Linked DNA regions of Mus musculus: region 1 is linked to region 2. A link is a contact called in public HiChIP or PLAC-seq data. All regions are on one chromosome and are shown on one strand. Each heading gives the region's core, a stretch centred on a gene start, on an enhancer-like site or on the middle of the called end of the contact. The rest is flanking DNA. Distances are from core to core; before and after follow the strand shown. Region 1 has its middle 25 kb from the start of Utp15. Region 2 overlaps Arhgef28 (Rho guanine nucleotide exchange factor (GEF) 28).

The links. HiChIP or PLAC-seq counts read pairs in DNA pulled down with a chosen protein or histone mark.
Region 1: a contact with region 2 is called in a FOXA1 HiChIP or PLAC-seq map of pancreatic cancer cells. The contact joins two enhancer-like sites. A contact is called at or near these places in 4 of 484 Hi-C or Micro-C datasets (brown adipocytes, embryonic fibroblasts, nephron progenitors and 1 more), 2 of 115 datasets of contacts at active chromatin or transcription factors (extraembryonic endoderm stem cells and pancreatic cancer cells) and 1 of 9 other capture datasets (embryonic stem cells).

The regions. Positions count from the first base shown.
Region 1 is chr13:98,234,695-98,242,025 of GRCm38.p6, forward strand. No RefSeq gene overlaps it. Among named protein-coding and RNA genes, the nearest start is that of Utp15, 25 kb to the right of the region's middle. Within about 2 kb of position 5,472, at least 4 of the 459 cell types and tissues checked have an H3K27ac peak or open chromatin away from gene starts, as enhancers often do. A contact at or near this core is called in pancreatic cancer cells, where this site is marked.
Region 2 is chr13:97,972,931-97,979,249 of GRCm38.p6, forward strand. It overlaps Arhgef28 (Rho guanine nucleotide exchange factor (GEF) 28), which reads right to left. Exons shown (of 36, transcript NM_012026.2): 15 at 5,500-5,623; 16 at 5,101-5,233. Among named protein-coding and RNA genes, the nearest start is that of Gm34388, 82 kb to the left of the region's middle. Within about 2 kb of position 3,926, at least 38 of the 459 cell types and tissues checked have an H3K27ac peak or open chromatin away from gene starts, as enhancers often do. A contact at or near this core is called in pancreatic cancer cells, where this site is marked.

The DNA.
Region 1 (7,331 bases), core at 4,222-6,721, 260 kb after region 2:
AAAATGTTCACTCTCACTGCTCTTATGCAGCATCTTATTAGAAACTCTTTATAATGCACTAAGAAAAAGAAAATAAAAAGCATAAGGATTGGGAAGGAAGAAATAAAAAGATCTGTGCTTTCAGATCAGTCAAATGTCTGAGTGAGAAATCCCAGACAAACACACACACTGGTGCGCCCGCGCGCGCGCGCGCGCACATACACACACACACACACACACACACACACACACACACACACACACACACGCACACACGTGCGCACTCAGACACGCATACATTCACACACACTCAGACATGCATATATACACACACACTCAAACACACATACAGACACACATACATTCACACACACTCACACACTCAGGCACACATACATACAAACTCAGACACAACACACACACACACACACCTACACACAATACACACACACACACACACACTAGCTGCTAATTAGAGCAATATTTCTGTGTACATGCTTAGCTCAGCAAAGAGCAACTAGAATTTAAAATTAACACATTGCCTTTTATAGTATCACAAAATAAAATGTTTATGCATAAGTGTACCTAATGTCTTTAAGATCTTTATGAAGAAAGATACAAAACTTGATGAAAGAAACCAAATTAAAAAAATGAAAATATTCCATGTATGTAGGTAAACTCAGTATTGTCAAGGTGTCAGTTTGTCTCAGCTCCAACTACAGACTCAATGAATACCAACTAAAATACCATGTTATGGGGACTGGAAAGAGTGCTCGGTGGTCATGTTCTGCTCAGACAGAGGATCCAAGTTCAGTTCCCAAATTTCATCTATGAGAAAGCAAAGACCCCAGAGCAACCACCACAATACTGAAGAAGAAAAAAAACCAGAGGACTGTCACTGCCAAACGTCAGAACACACTGTGTTGGAGCAGAATGGAAAACCCAGGAATAAACCCAAACAGACCGAGGAATCTCAGTCTTGGCTGAGAGGCAAAGGCGACACAACAGAACAAACTAACCACAAAGTTCCTTCAGCAGATGGCATGCTGAGGTGAATGGAATGTGCATTCGAGTATTTTAAGATGGAGACACAGACTTGACACTGTTTAGAAAATGTAAAAGATGAATCGTAGACCCAACGCTATAAGCCAAAAATAGAAAGCAGTGGGAGGAATTCTAGGTGGCTGTGAGCTCGGCGGTCATTGCTTAGATGCAACATCAAAAACAATCCATGAAAGGAAGAAGAATTGGTGTGGGGTAGGACCTCATTAAATTTAAAAATCTGTATCCTGTGAAAGACGATATTAAGTAAATACAAAGAAAAGCCATAGTTATGAAGAACATCTTTCCAAAACACATATCCAATGAAGGAACTGGTACCCAAGGCAAACAAAGAACCATTAAGAATTTAACCATGGGGCTGGAGAAAAGACTCCATGCTCAAGAGTGCTGGGCAATTTCCTAAAGGACCTGGGTTGGCTTCCCAGCATCCACATGGCAGCTCACAACTGTCTATAACTCCAGTTCTGAGGGATCCAATGCCCTCTTCTAGCCTCTGCACACACTGCACCCGTGTGGTGCACAGACATACGTGTGTACAGGCAAAACACCATACACATAAAATAAAATTTAAAAAATCAACTATAAAAAACTCCGAGTTACTGTTGTAGGAATGCAGTGATCTGACTACTTTGAATGACAGTTTAGCTGTCCTCTCGTGACGTTATTCAAATAAGTTTAAAACTCAAGCACATAAGGAAACCTGCACAATAAGTGTTTACAATCGCTAAAACTTGCAAGCCAGCAGAATGTCCTGCCAGGGGGGAATGAATAAACTATGGTGTGTTCATACAGTGAAATATTAGTCTGCAATTTAACAATGCGGGGGAGGGCGCTAGCAAACCTTCAAAAGACACAGAGAAAACTTTATTCAATACATTTGCTGGCTGAAAGGAAACAACCCGTGGAAGGCGCGTTCTGCACAGGCTGAAGTATACTGGGCTTACTCTTTTTTTTTTTTTTTTTTTGGTTTTTCGAGTCAGGGTTTCTCTGTGTGTAGCCCTGGCTGTCCTGGAACACACTTTGTAGACCAGGACAGCCTCGAACTCAGAAATTCGCCTGCCTCTGCCTCCCGAGTGCTGGGATTAAAGGCGTGCGCCACCACACCCGGGTTTACTCTTATCTGGATCGTTTCCTCCAAGTTTAAGAGACATGACCAGTCTAAATGGCTTTAAGTAACATTTATGGTTTAAAATATGCTTGATTTTTGTGTGTGTGTTTTCTGGATTTCTGAGTGTTGCTATAATTTTGCTTTGAGTATGTTTAGACCACCTTCCCAGCCACCACAAGGGTAACAACTTTGCTATACCACGTACCCAGAGACAAAAGAACCAAGCAATGTGGACTGAAACATCTGAAATCATGAGACGTTCATTTTGCATTACTCTTTTTTTTGTAATAAATTGATTTATCTTGGGAATTCGATATAGCCATGGGAAGCTTACCAGCACAGATTCTCAACATTTTAGTAACTTAGAGCATCAAGGGTTTGATTCTTGCTTATATTATATATTCACCATGGATCTAATGTCTCTCCCTATTCCTTGACACCTCCCCTCTGAGATGAGGTGATCTTTAAAAAAAAAAAAAAAAAAAAAAAGCAGTTTATCTAGCAAATGGCTTTGCTCACAGCAGATATGAAATAACTTGGTTTAGCACTTTTTGGGAGGTTTGGGTGGCTTGCCCACATATATGTCTGTGTACCATGAACTAGAGAAGGCCAAAAGGGGCTTAGATGTCATGGAACTGGAGTTACAAATGGCTGGGAACCACCATGCGGGTGCTAAGAATCAAACCTGGATCATCTGGAAGAACAAGTACTCTTAACCTCTGAGCCACCTCTCCAGCTCCAAGAACTTGATATAAGGCATCTGCTTATAAGTTGCATGGTGTCACTTCTGCCTTGATTCTATGGAATAAGTCAAATTGCATGCCTCCTCCTGACCTCAGCCAAGTGGACATACCGGAAGTGAGAGACCCAAGGCGTAAGGCCAATTCAGAGCCAGAAAGGTGGAGATCTGGAATACACACACCAACAGGGTTTGCAAATGCATGGGAAAAAAAAGTGCAACCTGGGAACAAACATGTTTGCCATGCTTGTCTTTATTTGGCTGACTTTAGGAACGAATGATGGACATTTTCTCCTTTAAGTTCTAGATCTGTCCAAATGGCATGAGTCTTGAAAGGGTTAAATAATTCATTAGCACAATACTCAGATCTAAGACAGGCACGATTGCCAGGAAGCAAGATAACCTACGCACATTAGCAGTGGCACATTCATACAATAAAACATTAGTGAGCAATAAAAACTAAAAAGGGGTAGCAAGCCATTAAAGATGTGGAAAAAACTTTATTAAATGCATTTGCTAACTGTCGTGGTTCCTATATACTTGGTCCAGGGAGTGGCACTATTAGATGGTGTGGCTCTGTTAGAGTAGATGTGGCCTTGTTAAAGTAGTTGCTTAATCCTAAGAATTCACATGGTAGAAGGAGTGAACCAACTCCCACAAGTTGTCCTCTGACCTCCACACACATGCTGTAGCACTTGTGTGTTTGCATGCATGTGTGTGTGCACATGTGTCTGTGTGTATGCCTGTGTGTGTGCATGCATGTGTGTGTGCATGCGTGTGTGTGTGAGAGAGGGCATTCCTTCTGGGACATCAGCCGAGGAGGAAGGTCAGCTGGGTGCTTTCTCTGCCTCCCTGAGCTAGCAGGCTTTCACCCCAGCATCTGGCTCCCAAGTCTTCAGTAGTAAAATTGAACAATTGGAATTTTATTAAAAAAAAAAAACAGAATATAAGCAAATAGAAGAAGCAGGGACTAACTGGGGAAACAGAGGCAGGGAGGGGAACAAAGGATATCAGCATGTGCATGAAGACACCATGATACAACCCATTGCTTTGTGTGATAATCCGAAACATTGTGTAGAAAAGACAATGCCTTACAGCAATATTTATAGGAATTTGCCAAACTCATTAAATTAGCATAGCTTATGCTCTTAACCTTTTGGACAATAAAACGATCATATACACCAAGCTAATACGATTCATTTGAATAGGGAAAATCTGAATTAATAAATGTTTGAAGATGACAACATTGTTATGGTTTGAATCCGGGCCATCCCTCAGAGGCTCATGTATTTTGACACCTGGTCCTCAGCTCCTGACCCGGCTTTATAAGTATCATGAAATATAATGTGGTGATGGCTGCAAGGTAAGGGTAAGGCGGCAGGTACCTAGCAGGCCTGTGCAAAGCTGTCCCCTGAAAAACCATGCCTGGTATGAGAGGTTTATGTCGGGGAAGGGAGGGAAAAGGGGTAGATGCAGACAGAGCCACGAGGACAGAGAAAGCAGGAATAAAGGATAGAAAGAGAGAGAGGCCGGCTCTCGTGGGGAACAGAGAGAGAAAAAAAGAGTGAGAGTGAGAAGGAGGGGGAGAGAAGAAAGAGGGAAGAGAGAGGAGGGGAGAGGAGAGGTGAGGGGAGGGGAGAGGGGCTGGGATAGCGAAACGTCCTCTTGTACACTGCCAGGCCACCTGCACCCGGCAGCGGCACAGGTAGCAACGGTGGCATGTGATGACATAACTGCTGCTAGTTCTCTGGGAGGAGTCTGTAAGCCAAGAATGAGGTTATGGAACTTTTGGTGTAGGGGTCCTAGCTGGTGGAAGTGGCTCACTGGGTGGGTCTTGAAGGCTCTGCCTCCGATTCCAGGCTCACGGTCTCTGTGTCCTGGCTGGTCATGACGTGACGACTCCTGCACACTCCGCAGCCATCATGGGCAGATCTGTCTGTGACCCCTATGCCTTCCCTGCCATGGCAGAGTGTACGCTCTGAAATCACGAGCCAAAATAAGTTCTTCCTGACTCTCGTACACTCCTTCACTCAGGTAGGAGTGTTGAGAAAAGTAACAGAGACAAATGCCATCAAATTTCCTAGTGTAGCACCAGTGAGCTAGGGGGAACCACCCTCTTGCTTTCTTCTCATTTGTATAGACTGCAAACCATACCAGGTACTCTCTTCTTACTTCAGTTGATCTCAAGTCAGTTATACACCTATTTTACCACTTTGTATACCTCATTTACTCAGAAAATATCCTTAAGAGCTGGGTAAATAAACTCAGTGTTAGAGTCCTTACCTAGCACCTGTGATGACTCAGTATACATACAGTGCATGCACGCGCACACACATACACACCCACACCAATATAATATATATATGTGTGTGTAGTATATAATATATATAAAAGAAAACTTGAACATAATTCTTACCTAAATGAACCAATGTTAGTAATTAGATAAGCTAAGAAGAAACTCAAATAAACCAAAAAGAAAAGAAAACCAAAAGAAAAAACAGTGGCGTTTTCTGTGTCACCATAGTGTTTTCTGTGTCACCATAGCCTTTCTCCCAGCAAGCCTTCAGGGGACGCCATGTTTGCCCCATCTGGCAGATGTGCAAGCCAAGCCTGTGCTTTCCCAAGGTTAGCCAGCGCATGCTCTTCCCATTATTCCACGTGGTTGAGAAGCTTCATCTTTTAAAATAGAGCCTTGGTTAGATTTGTTTCCCTATTTCTGGTTATAATCTACTAATAACTACATCTATTCTTTAAATCTACTTGGTTAGCATAGCAATAAGCAAAAGGCTTGTTTGCGTTCCTTCTGAGAACTTCAGAGAAGGCGCAGAGGCCGGTTTCTCACGCTTTTCTAACACCGCCCTCTTGTGGACCAATAGTGAGTTGCGGCACCATTTCAATGTCTCCTGATTAACAACTTCCAGAAAGGTTTTCTATTTGAGTTGGATCTCATCGAGAAATGAAAGCTATCTCCGTGTTACATTATAAACTCTAAATACAATGTTTCTCTGCAAGGCAGCACCAAGTGACCATTTACTCAGTCCATGGTCAGTAAGCACCAGAGATGTATTAGGCAAAAAGTTAAGAATACAAAAGTGAACAAGACCATTCTCTGTATTTATACAACACAAAACATTATTTTGTGCACTGCTCTGCTCGGAAACGTGCACCTTTTAAACTGGAGACTTGAGCTCAAATCCAAATTTGCCACTAACTAAGTGTATGACTTTGGACACATCACCTAAACTGTCACCCAAGTGTCATTGTGTGCAGAACTAGATACCAGTATTACCTGCTCTATCTAGATACCCAGTGCTCTGTGAAATATTAAACAGTGTGTGTGTGTGTTTCAGGAAAACTGATATTTCCTTGGATGAAGGAGCTTCAGGGACAAGGGGTAACCAGGCACAGACCCTGCAGTGAGAGAAAAGACTCGTTCTCCAGGATCCATGGTGATAATACTCACTCTTCAAATGTACCAAAGCTATAGAAAGCACTGCTAGGTGTACAATTGCTTGTACATACAAAAACCCGAAATCCAGGTTATAATTGATTGTAGATGTAGAATTCTGAAAGGCGTCAGAATGCCCATCTGCAGGGGACTGGTTGCAGTGATTGTGGTACCGCTGTACAGTGATGTGGGACACAGCCTAGGAAAGAATGGGGTAGAGCCACAGGCACGGAGGTATCCCCAGTCTCAGTGCAGCCTAAATGGAAAACTGGAATGCACAGCTGGAATGCACAACTGGAATGCACAACTGTGTGCTGCATGCCCCCATCTGTTTAGAAGCGAGCTAAACACATACAACTGTGTTTAAAGATGTGCCAACTACAGGGGGAAGAATATTGTACTTATTGGCTTCTGAACCCTCTGTCTGGATGCTAGAATGTCTCCAGAATTGCAGAGCTTCGTATTTAAAACCACATTTCCCAGAAACCTTTGCAAATAATGTCCCGGATGAAAACTGGCCTCCTAGATGAGATGGATGTGATGGTTAATCACAGGTACGGACTTGGAATCACCTGGGAGAGAGGCCTCTAGACGTGTCTCTGTTTAATGAGGTTTAACAGAGGAGAGAAGAGCCACCCTGAATGTGGTTGCACCATCCCGTGGGCTGGAGTCCAGGACTAAATTGCAAAGGGGGCGGGGCATTTGAGCCCCAGCATGCATCTCTGTGATTTCTGACTGTGGACCTGTGTGAGCATCTTCCTCACACTCCTGCTATCATGACTAGAGACACTCTCTCCATTGTGTCTCCCTTGCCCTGATGGATTGTTCCCTTACACCACTGACTAAAATAGACCCCTTGCCTTTGTTAGGTAATTTGTTATGAGAACATTAATACCGCGTGCTGACACCTGACTAGGAAGGCAGGGGTAAGGAAAAGCCAGCTTTCTGCTTGTTATTGTCCACAGACAGGAGATGGGAACTGAGAGGTGACAGTG
Region 2 (6,319 bases), core at 2,676-5,175:
GGGAAGGGCTTGCTGTCAGGAGCCTGATAAAGCTGTCTTCTGAGAAACCCTGCCAGAGCCTGACAAATACAGAGGTGGATGCTTGCAGTCAATCATTGGATTGAGCATAGGGTCCCTAATGGAGGAGTTGGAGAAGGGACTGAAGCTGAGAGGGTTTGCAGCCCTATTAGGGGAGCAACAGTGTCAACAGGGAAGAGCCCCGGAGCTCCTGGGGACTGGACCACCAATCAAAGAGTACACATGGAGGGACCCATGGGTCCGGCCACATATGTGACTGAGGATGGCCTTGTTGGACATCAGTGGGAGGAGCTGCCCTTGGACTTGAGGGTGTTCAATGCCCCAGTGTAGGGGAATGCCAAGGCAGGAAGATAGGAGTGGATTGGTGGGTGTGGGAGCACCCTCATAGAGGCAGGGGGAAGGGGATGGGATAGGGTGTTTCTGAAGGGGAGACCTGGAAAGGGGAAAACATTTGAAATGTAAATAAAGAAAATATCCAATAAAAAAGAAAGAAAGAAAAGTAAATGAATGAAATGTGCCTATAATAAGACAGAAGAAAGAGGGTTCCATGAAATGCAACCCGGGGGCATGGACAAAGAAAAGGCTGTGGGCAGGCCAGCTGGCTGAGAGGAAGTGGAGCTTCATGAGACAGACAGACTGCAAGAATGATGAAATGATACATGCCATAGACACATGCTGACAATTTCCATGTGATAGAACATTTAAAAGCATTCTGGCATATAGGCAGAGAGAAGGGAGTTACTAACCAAGGACACAAGGCCCACAGGCCCCAGATTCTCCCGCAGTAACAATAAATGCTCAACTGTATTGGACCTTGCAGACGGAAGCTTAAAGGGAACAGCTTTGGAGTATGGTTTCATTCAGCCAGATAGATTGCATTTTGAGGGTGAAACAAACAAAGTGCATAAAGGTTTCCATAAGCTGCCTCATCACACCCTAGCCTGAGAAAGAATGGGGAATAAAGACTGAAGGATGGGTTGATAGGAGGTCTTTAGTTTTTTTCCTTAAGATTTCTTTTTCTTTTTAGTTATGTCTATGAGTCTGTACATGGGGATGCTCACTCGAGTGAAGGTGCCCATGGGGACATCAAGATCCCCTGGAGCTGGAGTTACAGGTGGTTGAATGCTGTCCAGTGTGGGTTCTGCAGCCAAACTCCAGTCCTCTGCCAGAGCGACATCTGCTCTTAGTCACCCAGCTTTCTCTCTAGCCTAAAAGTAAGCAGTGACCCAGGCAAAGGCAAACAAAAAGCCCTTGGGCTCGGTGATGCACATTTGTAACCTCAGCACTTGGGAGGCGAAGGCAGGGGGACCAGGAGTTTCAAGTCAACCTTGGCTACATAGTAAGTTTGAGGATAGCCTGAGCTATGAGAATAAGGGACTTTAGCGCAACAAAACAAAGGAAGGAAGGAAGGAAGGAAGGAAGGAAGGAAGGAAGGAAGGAGGGAAGGAAGAGCAGAAAGAAGCAAGGAAGGGAGGACAGAAAATGAAGGAGGGAGAATGGTTTTAAAACAATTGTAAGTATACACAGAGAAGTAAACCAAAAAAACCAAAATACTGAATTGCTCCTGAAGCAGCCACGTCAATTCCTGAAATGCTCAGCCTACAATATAAGAATGCAGTAATGCAACAATTGGATATATAACAGAGAGGAGAAGGAGGCTCACATGAGGAAGAAAAACTGTATTAAATTATGAGCCCCACACAGCCATAGCACTATCATTAGGAGATATTAAAAGCCCTTATCTTGCCAAATGGCAGGAAACAATAAAACCAAACAACACATGGTCCAAAGAGCTGAGCCAGACAGCAAGGAAAACAGCCAGAAACTATCAAAGATAGTCGGAAGCAGTAAAACTAAATGTAAATAAGAACAACCCTTTGTTATAAAACAAGATCTTTCCGTTACATTACAGACTCTCTTGAGCTAAATTAAAGACACACACCCCAAGAATGAGACTCACAGAAACGGTTATGTGACAGACAAAGAAAAGGAACAAACACGGGGAACACATTTGAGAGAGAAGCAGAACTCAGTGCAGAAGGCAGGAAAGGATATGAAAGTGAAACAATATTGATTAAAGTTCATCCGCGATGAGTGCATATGAGAAGGCCTGTCCACCAGATAGTGTCACATCAAAGTACATACAAGCACCTAAGCCAGGTAGACATGAGAACACTGCAGAACAGCAATGTTTGTGAACTGTTGGCAACTAGGAATCTAACAGCAACAATGACACCAAGATTTTGAGTACTTCTTCTACAACATATTGTTTTACATCATATTTGTCTATAATAGTAGAGCTATTGACCCTTATGCATAGAGGATTAGACATCTAACACAGTAGAGACTGCCCATGTCATCATCTACTACTCAATGTCAAAATGTGATAGTAATCCAAGTTTGAGCGACCAACACTCCACTCCCAATGAAAACCTTGTAAGTCCCCAAACTAATTCTAAAAACCACTGTTGTATAAAGAGAAGCAGCTAGTGTACACTTCAACTCACAACCTGGTTGTAGAATTTAATCTAAGGGACTAATCAGCAATGTAGACAGATCCGTGTGAGAACAAATGTTCATTTATGTTGTGAAACTATAAAAGAAGAAGTGAGTAAACCAGGAGGAATAACTAAATACTCTTGATAATATCATCAGATGCAATCTTAGATTAAAGGCTGATGCAATGTTTTGGGGTTAGAAGAGACTATAAGTAATTAGTGGCTGCTGAGAGAAGGGGGGACTCACACATGCCCAGGGATGAGCCCTCTAAGTGGCTACCCAATGCGGCACGCTCAACCCGCAACACAAGAGCAACATTAGATGGACTCAGGCAGTATCTGTATATTTATCTGTATATTTACATGAATCATTGTAAAAATAATAATTAAAGAGAAAGGAAAACAACAGAGACGATGCACGAGAGTAGAGAGGGGCTTGGAAGTGGGGGAGGGGAACAGGGGGCAGCAGGAGATGACAGTGGGGAATTAAAGATGCTGAAGGTATATTACATGCATGTACGGAGTGTCATCAGAAAAACCCATTAGCTTGAACAATGTTAAATGCTAATAAAATGATAAATTAACAGCAAAGCTTTTGGAGGTGGAAAAGTTTGAGACAACTTAAGTTTTCATTCATGCCCATGTCATCATCTACTACTCAACGTCAAAATGTGATAGTAATCCAAGTTATATTATATATATAATATAATCCGAATATTTTCTGTAAGTCTTCATACAGCTATTTTTTTAAGTAATATCTGGTTTGACAGCTGAGCATGTCTACAGCACTTTTGGCAATTTCTAGCTTCGACCACAATGCCATCAACACCCACTTAGTGGACTCAAGTGGAGCAGGTCTTGCTTGCACATCAGTTTACCTTAGGACTCATTAATTAAACATAAGTATTAAGGATCAGCTTTGCGTTGGCTCGTGTAGGGGCTGTGAAAAATTACTATGCCCCCCCTTTCTCCTTCCAGAACTTACAGTGAATGGAAATATGCCATAACACACATGGTGGTAAATAACAGGGCCGGGGACTCAGTGATAAGGAAATGGCAAGCCAGGTACAGGGTGGTGTTACTGATGATCTACAGAGCTTACTGAAGGAAGAGCCTCAAAGACAGAAGGTGCTAGGACAGGAGTATTCTGGCTTGTGAGAAGAATGGTAAAGAAGGCGATGTGACCAGCCAAGGAAGCAAGAGGAGAGGAGCCCTTGTGTCCTGGTTAGTTCTTTGTCAATTTGACTCAAGCTAAAGTCATCTGGGAAGAGGGAACTTCCACTGGAAAAATGCCTTCACCACATTGGCTTCTAAGTATTTTTGTAGTTAATGATTCATGTGGCCTGGCCCAGCCCACTATGGGCGGTGCTGCCACTGGATAGGAGGTCCTGGGTTTTACAATAAGCAAGGCAAGTGAGCCACAGAGTTCAAGCCAGTAACAGTATTCTTCCATGGGCTCTGACCCTGCCTCAGCGCCTGTCTTGGCTTTCCTCAGTGATGGACTGTGAACAGGGTGTGTCAAGTAAATAAACCCTTCCTTTTCTAGGTACTTTTGGTATGGTGTGTTGCTGAGGGCCAGGCTGGTCCAGGACTTTCCCTAAGGCCCTGATATATAGAGGAGGAACTTAGTCCCTGCTCTAAAACCAGGTACATACTTGGCAAGTCCAGGAGTAGCTTGAGGCAAGACCTTAGGGACACTGCAGTTTTCTGGATCCTAAGGACTCATTTTCCCCTTCTTTTCGGGCTGTGGTTATTGATTCCCGGGACTTTGCATACTCTGTCTTTGATGCCTTTGAAATATCCCGTGTTCCCATTATGCAACAATGCTTGATTAGCTTCCTGCTGGTTTCTAACCACAGTATGATAGCTTTCTGCTGACTCTGTTTCATTTCTCCCCTGCGAACTGTACCTAAGATGATGTATTTCTTAAGAAAGTTGCTTGGCATCAGACAGCGCTTATGTAAGACCTCCCGATTTTCAAGCTTTCCTGTCTCCTTTGTTTTCGGATCCCCTGGTCCTTCCTCTTAGGAACCCGTCGTTGAAAAACAGCCTGCTGGTCCTGGTCATTGGAGTTTATCACAGCCACAGAAAACCAACATAAGTGGACCAATTTTAGTGGTGGCTTCAGGTGAGTGAGGGCAGTGATGGGTGACAAGTAGGTGGGTTTGAGATACACGTTGGAAACCGAGTGAAGAGAGTTGCTAAAGGACCAGCATGCAAGAGAAAAGGCGTCATAAACAAATCCTCTGAAGTCTTGTGACAAGTGTCTGTCTGGGGCTATGGGTGGATCGGCTTGCCAGCAAGCACCGAGATGGGATAAGATCTCAGTTTCCAGCAAGTAACATTCAAAAGATGTGAAATATTCAAGTGGAGACGTCCAGCAGACAATGAGGTAACAGGCTTAGACTTAAGAAAGTCATCGACTGGACACAAGTACCGAATGACCAGTACTGACCACTGCAAGGCAAATAGCTCTGTGATATGTGAGGCCCTCACGAGTAGGTCTGTGCAAACCTGCTGAGCAGTGGTTTTACCCTTGGGAGCTTTCAGGACAGACAGAGAACACATCACACATGGGACTTACTGGCACACTGGAGTGACTCTTTCCCCAGGAGTGTTTTATCACAACCGGAGCACTGCAGAACCCCGGAGAACGTTCCCGGGACAAACTGATGTCGATTCATTTTTTCTTTTTCTTTAGTGTCCTTGTTTTTCATCTTCAGAGGCAGCAGTCATGATAGAAAAAGTAGGAGGAAACATAGAAAACAGTCACCATCTAACACTCTTACAGAGCCCTGGCATCCATGTGAGCTGACCCATGCACGGGCTTTAACAATCCTAACGAGCTGACAAGAATCCGTAAGAAGGGGCATGTACAGTCAGAGGCGGGAGATGGAAGGGGAACACATACAGGAATGCCTCTAGCTGCTGAGGACGGAAGCCTCCTACACTCTACAGCAGATAGGCACAGACACTCAGTTACCTTAGATTTGTTCCGTGGGCTGGTCATCCTGTTCATGAGGAAGCTGAAAGTTCGGCTCACTTTGTACTTTTCAGACTCGGATTTGGCAGGAATGACGTATTCATCCCATTCTTCTTCCTGAATCCTACAAAGAAAGGACCCTGTGACTGGCTTTACAGGACTGAGGGGGACAAAGGACGAGAAGAGCGTTATGTCTCTACGTACACCTATATAAGCGCAATTCCATTTTGCTTTAGGTTGAAATGGTTCTAAAGAGAAAAACAGCAGCTTCTTAAGTAAAAATGAATCACACAGATGGATGAACTGGGGGCTAGATTTGATAGAGCAATGATGACAACTACAGAATCTAATAGAACGCGCAGTCGTCACATACTTGTTTCAACTTTGCTATATTCCTGAAAATTATACAGAAATGCTTGGGAAATATACTCTCATAACCTCACCCTGAAAACACTCATCCACCTGTTTAGCACGCCAACAGAAATCTCCTGGGACAGGGAAGCAGGATAACTGAAGGCGAGGAAGCAGACTCTATTTATCTTGGGAACAGTGATGGTTTGCAATAGATAGGCGTTTCTGGTCGCTACCAGTTGAGAAACAGACTATGCGTTTGTGGGTTCCGCCTGTCCCACTCACTCAGCCAGGTGGTTTGCAACTTGAGACTGTAGGTCATAGAGGAGTCAAGGCTACCCAGGCTGCTCGCTGGAGTAACTAGGCCATGATCACTCTGCCTTCCCCTAGTCCGTGTAGCCATTCCTAGAAGGAACAGACTGAACCATCTCAAATAAAACAAAAATTAACTCCTGGCTACTCAACTCTA